3 separate regions of the Zea mays genome follow, and regions 1 and 2 are each linked to region 3. The links are chromatin contacts, called in public Hi-C maps. All regions are on one chromosome and are shown on one strand. The core of a region is the stretch at or near the end of the contact, and the rest is flanking DNA. Distances in the headings are between cores, read along the strand shown. Region 1 holds the start of LOC100279497. Region 2 holds the start of LOC103634880 (Enhancer of polycomb-like transcription factor protein). Region 3 holds the start of LOC100191191.

What was found. Hi-C and Micro-C count contacts between places; a contact is called where the count stands out from the background.
Region 1: a Hi-C map of leaf mesophyll shows a contact between it and region 3, with 2.8 times the contacts expected there. The contact joins the promoter of LOC100279497 here to the promoter of LOC100191191 in region 3. A contact is called at or near these places in 7 of 25 Hi-C or Micro-C datasets (bundle sheath, ear, endosperm and 3 more).
Region 2: a Hi-C map of ear shows a contact between it and region 3, with 2.1 times the contacts expected there. The contact joins the promoter of LOC103634880 here to the promoter of LOC100191191 in region 3. A contact is called at or near these places in 3 of 25 Hi-C or Micro-C datasets (ear, leaf and tassel).

What each region holds. Positions count from the first base shown.
Region 1 is chr8:18,980,455-18,985,229 of Zm-B73-REFERENCE-NAM-5.0, forward strand. It overlaps LOC100279497, which reads right to left and starts at 2,416. Exons shown (of 12, transcript NM_001152498.2): 1 at 2,252-2,416; 2 at 977-1,051; 3 at 679-819; 4 at 409-504; 5 at 188-319. The coding sequence starts at 2,377.
Region 2 is chr8:19,394,184-19,398,953 of Zm-B73-REFERENCE-NAM-5.0, forward strand. It overlaps LOC103634880 (Enhancer of polycomb-like transcription factor protein), which reads left to right and starts at 3,359. Exons shown (of 5, transcript XM_008657462.2): 1 at 3,359-3,832; 2 at 3,930-4,770. The coding sequence starts at 4,088.
Region 3 is chr8:19,215,885-19,220,391 of Zm-B73-REFERENCE-NAM-5.0, forward strand. It overlaps LOC100191191, which reads left to right and starts at 1,819. Exons shown (of 3, transcript NM_001136626.1): 1 at 1,819-2,496; 2 at 4,340-4,507. The coding sequence starts at 2,125. LOC100283387 (syntaxin 32) reads left to right here. Exons shown (of 5, transcript NM_001156288.2): 5 at 812-1,223. The coding sequence ends at 971.

The DNA.
Region 1 (4,775 bases), core at 1,166-3,665, 230 kb before region 3:
ATTTCCAGCCTAGTTTACATGGTGGAAATATTAAACAGGTCAAACGACTGTTTAGGCGAACAAAGCCATTTTTTTCCAAAGCACCACTCTTCTTAAGAGTGGGTTTGGTATTTGCAATGCATTTTCTATGATATGTCACAAGTTTATTACTCTAATTGCAAAGTGGTTCAGTTACTAGTCAACTTGCCTTTCCCTCGACATGCATGCTTGTTAAATGCATCTTTGCAGTCATTCCAAGTCCCACACTCTTGTGCAGCTGCATAGCAAGTACAGCACTCATATCTTCAGCAGAAAGAAAATTCAATCCCAGCTCAAGAACCTAGATAAAAGGTTAAAATGAATGCAGATTATTGTCAATTGCCCATAGAAGTAAAGGAAATATTCAGATCAAACAACGGTAGTACCTACCAAATGGTCATCATCTGATGTCTCTGGTAGAACTCTCATGGAGGTAAAGATTGGTGGATTCCTGCCCATGTAAAGTTCCTGAATACTTGCTTTGCTCTGCAGAATAACAACATCAGGTAAGCTACAGAGAATCGACCGATAGGAATGCCTACTTAATGGAACTAAATGTGACTGTCATAGAAAAACTTTGTTAAAGTAGCAGTTCGAGGTAAAATGCCACAAAATAGAGAATATGAATCATAAAACCAAGGAAAAAGAAGGAAACCATACGACTGTCCAAGGTTTGAACTTATCCAAGAACCATGGTATGATGGGCCGTAGAAGTTTTGAAACGATCTTCTCCATACAGACAGGCCACATCTTGTCGATTGCATGGTTTAACCAGCGTGCTGATTCTGCATCAGAGAGGAGCTGATACATAAAACAATATGAGCTGGATGTACACAGGCAGGAACAGTCATAAAAAAGAAGGAAATGAAAAGGAGTAGAATGAAATTTCCAGCCTAGTCAACAATACTTATCCATGCAATATTTAAAAAGTGCAGCAACAGAAAATTAAGGTGCATACCCTTCGTTGGTAGGCAGATTTCATCTCTTCATGTTGTATCCTCTTCCGCAGTCTCACTGCACAGCGAGCATTTACCTACAACAAGGAGGAGCATTTTTGTAACTTCATTTCTTCTGATTATCTGGTATTCTGGTACCGCACATGTTCATTCAAGCAAACAACTATATCACGATCTAAAAGACTTGGAAAACTATTGTAAAAGTTGGAACGAGAAACATGCTACAATACAATTAAGTATGTAAGTGCCATGAAAGATGAGGAAGTAAAACAGGGGGGAAAGAAGCAGTATGGTCTAAAAATTCTGAATCAGCTTGGAGTCGGCCTTGATGAAGAGAAGGGAAATTCATTTCATAGCATAAACTAAAAACGGAGAGATTTCTGATACAACGCCAAGGCATCTCCGCTAAATCATTTGAAAATTTTACATCTTGCAGGATTGGTTCTTGATGAATGTGAAATTAGTCCATGGAGATCAGTATAGGTCATAAAGGATGAAGAAAATCACTTTGTAGCATCTGATGCTCTACAAATCACAGTATAAAACAATAAATCCCCAAACAGCGGAAGCGTTAATTCAGTCATTTATGTAATATCGCTCTCGCATCAGCCTGTTACACCGTGCCAAAGTGGAATAGTTACTAGTTTCTTTAGAGATTTTATTCTTTGGAAGCTAATTTTGTATTTACCTTGGGGGCATAGAATCAGTAACAGTAACCCACGGTTTTGGAAAATAACTATACTGCCTAGACAGGAGGTAGACTTGATCCTGATGGATGGGACTGGATTGGATTAAGTGGAGTAAAGAATTGCAGCATATGATGTGCCATGCTAATTAGTCAAGCAATGGTAGCACGCGACAAGCTTTCCAGCCGCTGCAAGGTCTCCGGATTTCATGGCTAACTGGTAAATGATTTACAAAATACCTATAATCCTAGATAGAAAGCACAAAGCAGAGTGCAGAATGAGGTGGCAAATTGACCTTTTTGGTGGAACAGGCTGCATCAGGGAAGGTGAAGGAATTTGATGGCAGAAACAGGCGAAACGAGTCCCATCGGAGAAAGTCTCAGTGAGGGAAATTACACCCCCAAAAAAACATCGACGAAATACTAAGTGCGAATCCTGCTGAAAAAGGCAATACATTCTGGAATAGTATGACGCGGTACGAGAGGCGGACGCGTACTGTGTTCTTCCTCTGGCCGAAAAAGGGGGGCCGAATCCTGGTGTTTTAATGAGTGCGTACGTGAGGGGGCAGAGGAAGTGGCAGCGAGTACCCACCATGTAGAGGTAGAGGAAGGCGAGGAGGTAGAGGAGGGAGCCGCGGAAGCCGACGGCGGCGGCGGCCCAGAGCGCGGCCAGCACCAGACCGATGTGGTAGACGAGGGGCAGCTCGGCGGCGTCCATTCCCGCTAGCGCCCGGAGGCGGAGGAGGAGGGAAAGGCGTTGGTTGGCAAGTGGCGGTCCGGCTGGCGGGTCGTGGTGTGACACTGATCTATAGGGATATTCCTAAAACATCCGAATTCTATCACAAATCTAATATTTTAGCATATATATACATATAATTTAAAGCTAATTTTGGCAATGTTATGAAGAATATTATAAAGTATTTAAATAAATTTTTGTATACTTTTTATGTACATTATTTTCTCCCTACAACAAAAAAGGTGAAAAAACATCCGAATCCGTATTCGAATAGACATCCGAATTTTATATCAATTATTTAAAAATATCTAGAACGAATTTAATGTTTATTTTTTGTGAATATTAATAGCCTCAATGCTAAAAACAAGAATATAAATTTACATAGCAAATTTTATATGTTATTTGTTCACAATAGAAGAAAGAAGACCAAAAAATTGACATCCGAATAAATATCCGGATCCATCCCTACTGATCTATGACTATCTGTTCTGATCTGGTGGAAAGGAGGGGAGCCCTACCAGACCGACCGCCGCCGTCGCGCCACGACGGCTGGGCACGGGCAGCCGGAGGGGATGAGATCCTGCAGTGCAGAGGCTGCCATGTGGGCCTGGCGGGGGCGAGGACGGGCGCAGCAGGACTAGTATTGATTTTGTGACAGCGACACGTGGCGAAGTGAGAAGGTCACGCGGCATGCCGACCAGCCAATGGGCCAGGCCCAGCAGCAGCAGAAGAAGAAGCTGAGCTGAGCAGGTGTCAGGCCAAGTGGTACACTGCCCGCACGCGGCACGCCTGGCGTGTCCTCACGTGCCTGCCTGCCTGCCGCCGGCGCGGCCACCGCGGTTGCGAATGCGATCGGGTCATCCACGTCTCGTGGCGTTTTATTCAGCCACTGGTTGTGGCGTTCCTTCACGGCTTCACTTATAAAAAACCACGACTAGTCGAGGGGTACTGCGTACTAATCAATCGATTATTTAATTATTATGCTCCATTATTATGAACGATCGATCAGTTTCGCTTTTGGCATGCTATGGTAAGTGTTGAAGTATACTCAGTGGCAAAAGAGAATTGATAGAACTGTATCTTTATTGCAGGGTTTCTTGCTTATATACAAGTGGATACAGAGTCTCCCAAAGGATGTGTCCCTTGGGAGAAAAGTGTCAGGGGAGAGGGTTGATCACATGTTATACATATTTTGTAACACTCCCCCTTGATCAATTCGCATCCATTTGATCATCTGCAACATGTCTTTCAAGATATTATCTCCTCAAAAACCCTGTGGGAAAAATAAGGAGTATACAATATCTTTTGTATAATGAGAAAATCTCACTTGAACTCCAAAAGGAAATTATGCTTGTAATCATCATTCATAAAAACCCCTGTGGGAAAAAGTTAATGATGAAGCATATAGCTTAGTTGATATTACCTCGTTAAAAAAACTTTGGATGAGAAAACCTTAACAAGGCAAAACTCATACAAAGAAAAGAGTGTAATATGATGGTATAAAACAGGTCGAATATCACGGAGAATTACTCCCCCTGATCTTGCAAGCATTTAAGTCTTCTCGTACCAATCACCTCAACAAATTTCTGAAAACGTTGAGTATGGTAGAGATTTTGTGAATAGATCAACAAGATTATCACAATACTTTGTTTGCAAGATATTATATATTCCATTTTCCTGTTTCCATCTGAACAACATAAGCTCAATTATCCTTATAGATAATTCTCGGTGGTTCAGTTGAACCATGGTATGCCATTGTTCTCCCATGGACCTCTAGCCCAAAGAACAATAATATGTCTATAGTCATCATCTCAAAAACCCCCATGGGGAAAATAAATGATGAGACATATAACTCAGGCTAATATTTCTCCAAGATAATCTTGCCAGAAAATCTGAGAAATCAACATACCAGCTGAGTCTCCTTAAAAACCCAGTGGGAAAAATAAGGAGAGTAGTCATACTCTATTGTTGATCCATTTGAACTTTTAGGGAGATAAACTCATAACCTAGTTCAAATACAACAATAGCTATGTCATAATATATCATCCTCGAAAACCTCAACGAGAAAAATAGATGATACGACATAGGCCTTGTGTTGATGTTGTCTCATTAAAAACTTTGAATGAGAAACCCAACGAGGGAAAAACTCATGCAAAGAAAAGAGTACAACATGATGTATAAACAAGTTCTTCCGATCAAGAGGAAACTCCCCCTGATCTTTGTAAATCACTAAGTCGTCTCATACCTACTCTCAAACATATTAAAAATGTGGAGTAAGATAGAGACTTAGTTTATAACTTGTTTTTCATCTAAACAACACAAAGTAATATTATCTTTATAGATAATAAGGTCAGTGATAGAAAATCATGACCACCACATA
Region 2 (4,770 bases), core at 2,109-4,608, 180 kb after region 3:
ATCTTGGTGATCATGGTGGCGTCATTCTCCTCATGAGAAATCTTGAGGGTAGAGATGTCAATGGGGAATTCCCCAGCGGGGATTAACTCCCCAGACCCGTACCCATGAACATAGACCCGCCCCCATCCCCGAACCCGAACCCGACCTCGGGTACAAAAATCCTCCCATACCCATCCCCGACCGGGTACTAAATACCCATGGGTATCCATACCCGACCCGATTATTCAAAAATTCAGAATTTCAGCATGTAGATTATGGACATTGGAGAGAATTCAACATTCATTCTAGCATGCATATTTGTAGTTTCATCAACATACTCAAAACAAATATTGTCTCCAGGCGTCCGGGCAGCGGCGGCTGACGGGCTCTACCGTCTCTGCGTGCGGGCGAGCAGTGGTCCTAGGACTCTTGGTCCGGGCTCTGCGTCCGGGGCTCCGGGCGAGCGGCGATCCGGGCGAGCGGCGGTGCAGCGAGCGAGCGAGCAGTGGTGCAGCGAGCGGCGGCGGTGCAGCGAGCAGCGGCGGTGTAGCGAGAGGCTCCGCTTGACCGCTTGAGTGATTGGAAAATTGGGATTCGAGGGCGGCGGACGCACCGCTTGGGTTGGGACTCTAGGTTTTTTTACTTTGTTGACTGGCTGGCGGCTGGGCTTTTTTCCTACGGGCCCATAGTTGGCTTGGTCGGCAGCCACTAGGCCACAAGCAGTCCACAAGTAAATGTCGATGGATTGCTGGATGGTGGAATAAAAATCCTAGATGCTAGATTGTTTCGGTTCCGGGTATTTATCCCCATGGGTAATCGGGTTTGGGTTTAGCCCTCCCAAACCCGAACCCGCCATACCCGATGGGTAAGGGATTTATTCCAAATCTATACCCATGGGGATTTGTTTTAACCCATACCCTAACCCTAATGGAGGAATCCCCACGGGTAATCGGGTTTCGGGGCCTCATTGACATCTCTACTTGAGGGTGTCCCAAATTTGCTTGGCGTTATCCAAGCCGCTCACCTTATGGTACTCGTCCCTGCATAAGGATGCTAGCAAAACAGTGGTAGCTTGTGCATTTTTATGGATTTGCTCATTAATGAAAATGGGATCGTCAGTATTATCAAAAAATATTCCATTTTCAACGATCTCCCAAATACTCGGATGGAGAGAGAATAGGTGACTACGCATTTTGTGACTCCAAAATGAGTAGTCTTCTCCATCAAAGTGCGGAGGTTTCCCAAGTGGAATCGAAAGTAAATGAGCATTGGAGTTAGACGGAATACGAGAATAGTCAAAAGAAAAGTTTGAGTTAACTGTTTTCTTTTTCTCATCGTCGTCGTCTCTTTGGGAAGAGGAAGATTCGTCACTGTCGTAGTATACTATCTTCTTGATGTGCCTCTTCTTCTTCCCGTCCTTCTTCTTGTGACTTGAGCCAGAGTCAGTGGGCTTGTCGTCTCTTGGCTCGTTGAAGACGGATTCCTTCCCCTTATCGTTGACCACCATCCCCTTTCCCTTAGGATCCATCTCTTCGGGCGATTAGTCCCTTTCGTGAAGAGAACGACTCTGATACCAATTGAGAGCACCTAGAGGGGGGTGTGAATAGGTGATCCTGTAAAAACTTAAAACTTATAACCACAAAACTTGATCAAGTGTTAGCACAATAGAATCAAGTGGCTAAGAACCGAACTCTTGTGAAACACAATAGTCACAAAGAAAACAAGCACAAGAGACACGATGATTTATCCCGTGGTTCGGCCAAGTATAACACTTGCCTACTCCACGTTGTGGCGTCCCAATGGACGAGGGTTGCACTCAACCCCTTTCAAATTATCCAATGATCCACTTGAATACCATGGTTGTTTTCTTTCTTATACTCTTTCCCGTTTGCGAGGAATCTCCACAACTTGGAGTCTCTCGTCCTTACAACAAAGATCAAAGTGAAAGCACTAGAGTAAGGGAGGGAAGCAACACACACAAATCCGCAGCAATACGCACTCACACAGCCAAGACTTGAGCTCGAATGAATCGCAACAAGTTCACCACTAGAACAGAGCTCAAATCGCTAAGAATGTCAATCAAGTGCGCGAAGACGGAGTGTGGAAGATTAGAATGCTCAAAGTATGCTTGTGTTTCTCCTCCATGCGCCTAGGGGTCCCTTTTATAGCCCCAATGCAGCTAGGAGCCGTTAGAGGCATTCTTGGAAGGCAATTCTTGCCTTCTGTCGTGTGGCGCACCAGACAGTCCGGTGCACCACCGGACATTCACTGTTGCAGAATCTCCTTCCTAAAATGGCACAGCCGACCGTTGCAGAATTGTAGTCGTTGGCGTACCGGACACTGTCCGGTGCACACCGGACAGTCCGGTGCCCCCAGCCGATCGTTGGCTGGGGCCACGCGTCGCGCGCGGATTGCGCGGCCGACCGTTGCGCTGGCGGCCGTTGGCTCACCGAACAGTCCGGTGCACCACCGGACAGTCTTGTGAATTATAGTCGTACGCCGCCGACGAATTCTCGAGAGTGGCCAGTTCGGCAGAGCCAGCCTGGCGCACCGGACACTGTTCGGTGCACCACCGGACACTGTCCGGTGCACCCAGACTGAGCAGCAGTTGGCTGTACACAGCCAACTCTTTCCAATCCCTTTCTTTTCCTGATTCAACCACTTAGACAAATATATTAGTACACAAAAACCAATGTACTAAGTCTAGAATCATATCTTCTTGTTGATTTGCACTTCCTTCATCATTTGGCACATAATTACTCACTTTAATATGTGTTGTGCACTTAATCACCAAAATATGCTAGAAAATGGTCCAAGAGCACATTTCCATTTCAAGTGTTAGTTCTAAATTTATTAGAATATAGTCTGAACAAATTATAATTCTAATCAAATATCCAAAAATTTAATTTTAAGACGCATTGGAACATAAAATGATCGTTGAATCTTCGAGCTATAAATCGTACAAGTGACCATTCAACAAGTTATTATATTTTACGTTGTAAGTAAGGTTTAAATCTCTGAAAATATATATAGCTGTTACATTTCAGCTGCTATAGCCGGATATAATATTATTTAACTTTATTATTAATGATTTAACAGTTCGAAGATAGAGTACATTTGGTTCGTGTCTAAATACGCCATATTTTATATAAAATTAGTCGTTTAAATTAAAAAAAATAACTTTAGACAGAAAAATTATGTAAAATAACATAAATTAGGCAGGAAAACATGCCTCTAACTTATCGAGGCAATCGGACAAACAGACGTCGTACTAAAAATTGAAAAAAAAATCAAGAAAAGAACCAGTTTGCTTCGCTCACTCACTAGACGCGCCTCCAAGCCCGCCAAAACCCTGGAAGCGGTGACCTCTTATCATCTCCGTCCAATCGAGATCGGACGGTGCGGTTTCCCGCTCCTCCCGTACCCTTCACTTCCTCACTCTCCTCGCCAGTTAGTTGGCTGTACCCCACCATTCCCCGCTCTTAACCGGCAAACAAACAAAACGGAAAACAAGCCACGGAAAAAAGAGGAAAAAAAGCTCGAGAAGAGCAAACCCTAGGTTCCCGTGGCACCGACGAAATCCTAATTCGCCCGCATTGGATCGCCCAGGCAAGGGGCTTTTGGCACAGATCGGCGCTCCCCCGTCCTCGGATTCGATTCCTCTGCTCAATTTGGGGCCGATCCGTGGCTCGGACCTTCTCGCCGCTCGGCGACTCTCTCATCTTTTTTCCCCGATCCGTCTGTGAGACACTAAGCGCTTTGCCGCGGTCGCCCCTGCTGACGCCACCGGCACAAGGAGGCTTGTCGCCCACTCTGGTCCGCCACCGACGCTTGACGCCTCCAGGGCTTCAAGGTAAAACATTTTTTTTCAGTGCACAGATCTGCAATTTGTTTAATGTTTCGATAACAAATGGACTGTTGTGGCGATTGTGTATGAACTGATGGTGTAGGATTGCTGATGAGAGGATGATTGAAATTGTTTCTGTTAACTTGATTCAACTGAATCCGTATGCTCCACGCTTCCGCTCCTGATCTGGGGTCGGGACTCTATGTATGATGGGAGGTGAAATTCTGCAGAAATCTGTTCTCTTGACCTGTGGGCTCGTGAATGGAATCCAGTGGCGGTGATAAACCCACTGCAACAGATGCTACCGAATCAGTGGTGGGTTTAGATGGCGAGGAGACTTTGTCTGAGAGGGAATCTGTTGGAGCAAGACATGGCCCTGCCTTGTCTAATGGGGGTGGAAAGGAGGCTCCTTCGAGCAGTTCATCTGCAGGGAATAAGAGGAAGCACGGCATCTTGGGTTCTAATCAAATGGAACTCAATGAACCAGGGATGCCAAGTTCCAGCTCAGGTGATTCCACATGGAGTTTAGATAGTCTGGATGACCGTCACCAGATCTCATTGTTGAGAAGTAAGAATGAACACTCTGAACATTCAGTTACTTCAGCTGGAGTTACAGTGATCAGGCAGCCTCGTGGCGTCTTGAGGTTAAGGAAGCGGGATCAGAATGTCAGTACTGAGAGTTGGACTGGTGGTCATAATATTCCACAAGCTAATGGAGTTCCTAGGTCTTCCCAACTCCTGAGGCGGAACAAGAAGGGGAAATCAACTGTGTTCGAGCAGAATAGAATTGGTGGTGATGAACCTGTCAGTTGCTTGAGAACTGAGAATGGTACTTGTGATCAGGATACCGGCTCCAAGTTCTGTTCTGAAACTGAGTTCTCAGCTGAAAAGCTGTCACATCTTTCAGGTGAAGCCCCAAAAGCTGTTCATGTTGACAAGGGTGG
Region 3 (4,507 bases), core at 569-3,068:
TTTATTTTTCTTAATAAGTACAGTAATTAGATTACGAGCATAAGGTTTAAGTCAACCAGTATCCTATCTATTGTTCTTGTACTTCTATCTATGTAGTTACTAGTTAGTACTCCCTCCGTCCCAAAATAGTATTTGTTTTAGGGTGTTAATGGATTCATACAATATTTGATGTATGTGTATTATATATGTGTCTAGATTCATTGTCATCTATTTGAATATGGACACAAAAGTAAAGAGCTAAAATGAACAATATATTGGGACAGAGGGAGTAGATTATTAGGAAGGAGACTGTTGTTAAGAGTCAATACAATCCTTGGGCACATAAACAGTACCGCGTCACTGTGGCACTAGCACAGCGAAGGAGCCTACATGTGCCAAATTATGATCCATGAAAAAAATGAACCAACTTATGTACCTGGCTGATTAGGATATAATGGCATCCGTGATAATATAAGGACCTTTTTGGATATACGGGGGCTAACAGTTGGCGACTTGGCGCATATTTTTGAATACCAATTAGAAAGGCTAAACGTGGACTAATAAGAACTAATGGTAGCTAATTTAGTGGTTAGAGTCTGTCAGCCCTTATTAGCCCCGAATTAGCTCATGTTGAATTTATTTTCGTAAAGTGGGCTAATTTTTAGCTCTGTTTGGGATCCAATCAAGCCCTAAGTTCGGAATTGGTGGGAGCATATATCTTCCTGGATCTTATCCCCAAACAGCTCCATTATCAGTCCACACTGTCCCTATTGTATTGCAGCGATGTGCCCTACTGGCTATCTTTTATTAACTGACGTGTTACCTATGACAGAATCGACGAGAACATGGAGGAAACCGTGGCTAACGTGGAGGGAGCGCAGGGCCAGCTCCTGAAGTACCTCAACAGCATTTCGTCCAACAGGTGGCTGATGATGAAGATATTCTTTGTGCTGATGGTGTTCCTCATGATCTTCATATTCTTCGTCGCTTGACCTTCTGTAATCATTCTGCCCGAGACGCTCTGGCTGCTAAACGCATAGCATTCTTTTATTTTTAACTCATACTACACCGTGTACACAATTTTCACCCCTGGATGATGAGCAGAGTCGTTCACCCTTTTGTGGTCATGTAAATCGGGAGGAGTTCCAGTACTTAAGTTTACTCTTGATTGGTAATATCTCCACTGTATTTGATGTATCAGTATGCTGAACAGTAATAGTAATAGGCAGGTGGTAGCAGTGTTACAATACCGCTTCTTGTCATTGTCAGATCGCTCGCTAGCGCTATACGGGAGTGTGCCCAGCTACTTCCGGCACATGCTACTCTGACTGTTCCTGGTGGCTGGTATCTGCTGTCTCTCTTTTCATACGCTAACTTCAGGTAGGCTATCTGTCATGTGTCTACTAGCTAATTTTGAGGTAGGAGGATCTCCCAGATATCTGTCCTGTCTACGACAAACATAGATGGATCCTGGCATCATGGACGATGCCTCCTTTTGCGCTGAGCCCTATTTTTGTTTCATTTGTAATTTTTATTGCGCTTTTAGCACGGTTAAAACGACTTGATGCGAACCTGATGATATCATGGCTGGTGGTGATACTATACAACTACCCTGCTCTGCAATTTCACATTTCTACAGGTTCCATGCGTATGCCGCAGGCGAGTCCTCTTTCTGAGACTGGCAGCTGGCGTCCCACATCAGGCGCGTGAGGACGAGGCAGCGCGTGGCGTGTGCAGTCTGGCAATGTGTAAAATGCTGGTGGGGGTGGATAAGACTCGTTTGTAGCTAGCGATAAGTAAGGTAGCACGGGAGCAAAGCAGACCAGTAGACCACCGTGCCTGTGCCTCTCTCTCGTAGTCGTATCTGCGTTGCGCCGCTGCTTAAACAAACGCCGGACAGGGGAGGGCCGCGGCACGCGTCTCCAGTCTCCACCCTCCACGGCTCCACCCATCTCAAAACCCTAGCAACCGCGCCTCCATCGGTCCATCCCTACCCCAAATCCCAATCCAAGTTCGGTCCCCAGGCGGCGAGGACCCTCCCGCGCCGACTCGTCCCCGCAGATCGGCGGGCGGGGCAGATTCAGATTCGGGTCCGTGGTTCGCTCGGCTAGCCTCGCCGGGGTCCCACCGCGGCGGTCGGGGAGCATGGTGGGAGGGGGGAGGCGGGGAGGAGCGGCGGCGGAGGAGGTGAAGCTCAACACCGGCAACGTGTTCGCGGCGCTCGAGTCCCTCAAGAAGAAGAAGAAGGGCGACAAGGGCAGGGCGGCCGGGCCGTCCTCCAGGAAGAAGCACGGCGCGGGGGCCGCGCAGCAGCAGCAGGAGCCGCCGCAGAAGGATGTCTTCTGGGCTCCCGCGCCGCTCACCACCAAGTCCTGGGCAGACGTCGAGGACGACGACGACGACGACTACTTCGCCACCACCGCGCCGCCGCGCCCCGTATGGGCCGCCGCCGCCGCCGCCGAGCCCGCCAAGGAGGAGGAGGACGTCGAGGATGCTGTCCGCGCCGCCCTTCAGGAGGTCTGTTTCCCCCACCTTCTCTGTATGCCTTGTGATTTGGTTGTGGAATGCACCAGTGAAATATTCTTATACCTCCAGACTGTTCGTTGCTGTTTAACCTATACGTACTGGTTAGTTGACAGTTGGCGTGGAACCCTGGGAGTAAGGGCATGCAACGCTAGGTAGGTTTACGTGTGCATTATGCCGTTCCATTGGCATCGGTAACAGATGCACTTATTTCCTGTGGCCAATATGGCAATCAAAGGATGCCTGACAAGATGATCCCTAATGCTATCCTAATTGAGGTATGGGGATACCTCGGGGATATAGCTATAGTATGGTTAACCAAGTTGGTCAACCAATCTTCCGACCGAACAAGATGCCTGGCGAGTGAAGTATAGTGGTACCGATTTACAAGAATAAGGGAGACATTTAAAGTTGTACTAATTACCGAAAAATTAAGTTGATAAGCGAAGCTATGAGAGAGAGTTATCGAGCATTGGTTGAGAGGAATAACAAGGATCTCCTTGAACCAGTTTGGTTTCACGCCTCGAAACCATTTTCTTAATAAGCAAGTGATGGAGCAATATAGGGAGCAAAAGGACCTACACATGATTTTCGTTGATTTGGAGAAGTCTTATGACGAAATACAAGGAATATTATGTGATGTACTTTACTACTTTGGACAAACATAAAGTTCCAAAGAAGTACGTTGGACTCATTAAGGACTTGTACAACAATGATACGACTTCCTGATTAGAATAGGACTGCATCAATGATCATCTTTGAGTTCTTAGTTCTTACCTTTTTGCCTTGGTGATGGCAAGGTGCATACAGAGGGATATCCCTTGATGTATGCTTTTTTGCCGACGATGTAGTGCTAGTTGATGAAAGTCGGGTAGGAATAAATAACAAACTAGAGTTGTGGTGGGAGACTCTAGAGCTCAAAGGTTTTAGACTCAGTAGAACTAAAACTGAATATATGAGATCTGATTTCGTCACTACTACACATGAGGAAGGAGATGATAGTTTGCAAGGTCAAGTATTACCTAGGAATAGGTATTTATGATTAATGCTACAGAGAGACATGAATATTGATGAAGATGTTAGCCATATAATCAAAGTAGGATGGATGAAGTGACATCAAACATCCAACATTTTATATGACAAGAGGGTACCACAAAAGCTAAAAGACAAGTTTTATAAGATGACGATTAGACCTGCTATGTTGTATGGTGTAGAATGTTGCTTACAAAAAGACGACATGTTCATAAGATAAGTGTTGTGAAACTGCGTATGGTGCATTGGATTTATGGCCATACAAGAAGGGATCTAGTCTGGAACAATGATATACGTTAAAGGCTAGGGGTAGCACCAATTGAATAAAAGCTTGTACAACATCGGTTGAGATGATTTGGACATGTCCAACGTAAACCTTCAGAGACACACAAAGTCACCAGTGCGTAGTGGGATACTAAGGCACGATCGCAATGGGAAGAGAGTAAGACCGAAGTTGACATGTTAGGAAAAAGAGACTTGAAAGGTTGAAATATACTCAAAGATTTAGCATTGAATAGGGGTACATGAAAAACAACTATCCATGTGGCTGACCCTTGACTAGTGGGTTTTAACTCCAGCGTACGTGAACTTGCCTGTGACTAAAAGACTTTGTTGTTGTTGTTGTTGTTCAGTGCAAGAAAAACTACCACATTGACACTGAGCCAAATTGTACTGAACGTAAACGGTTCAGCCAACAGGCAAGCCTTACCCACCTGAACGAGATGGAACATGTTTGGCTTATTGTCCTTGTAGTTAGCCTCTCTGATTGTATTCTTAGATGTATTTGCTTCTATATATGCTGCAGGACGTTGAGAGTGACGACGAGGACCTTGATGACGAGGACCTTGATGATGGAGCTGAGCATGAAGTGGAAGATGCCCCAGCCGAACTTGCTGTCAAAACAGTTGAAGCCCTGGCTGCGCCACCCAAAGATACAGAAAGGCAGCTGTCTAAAAAGGAGTTGAAAAAGAGG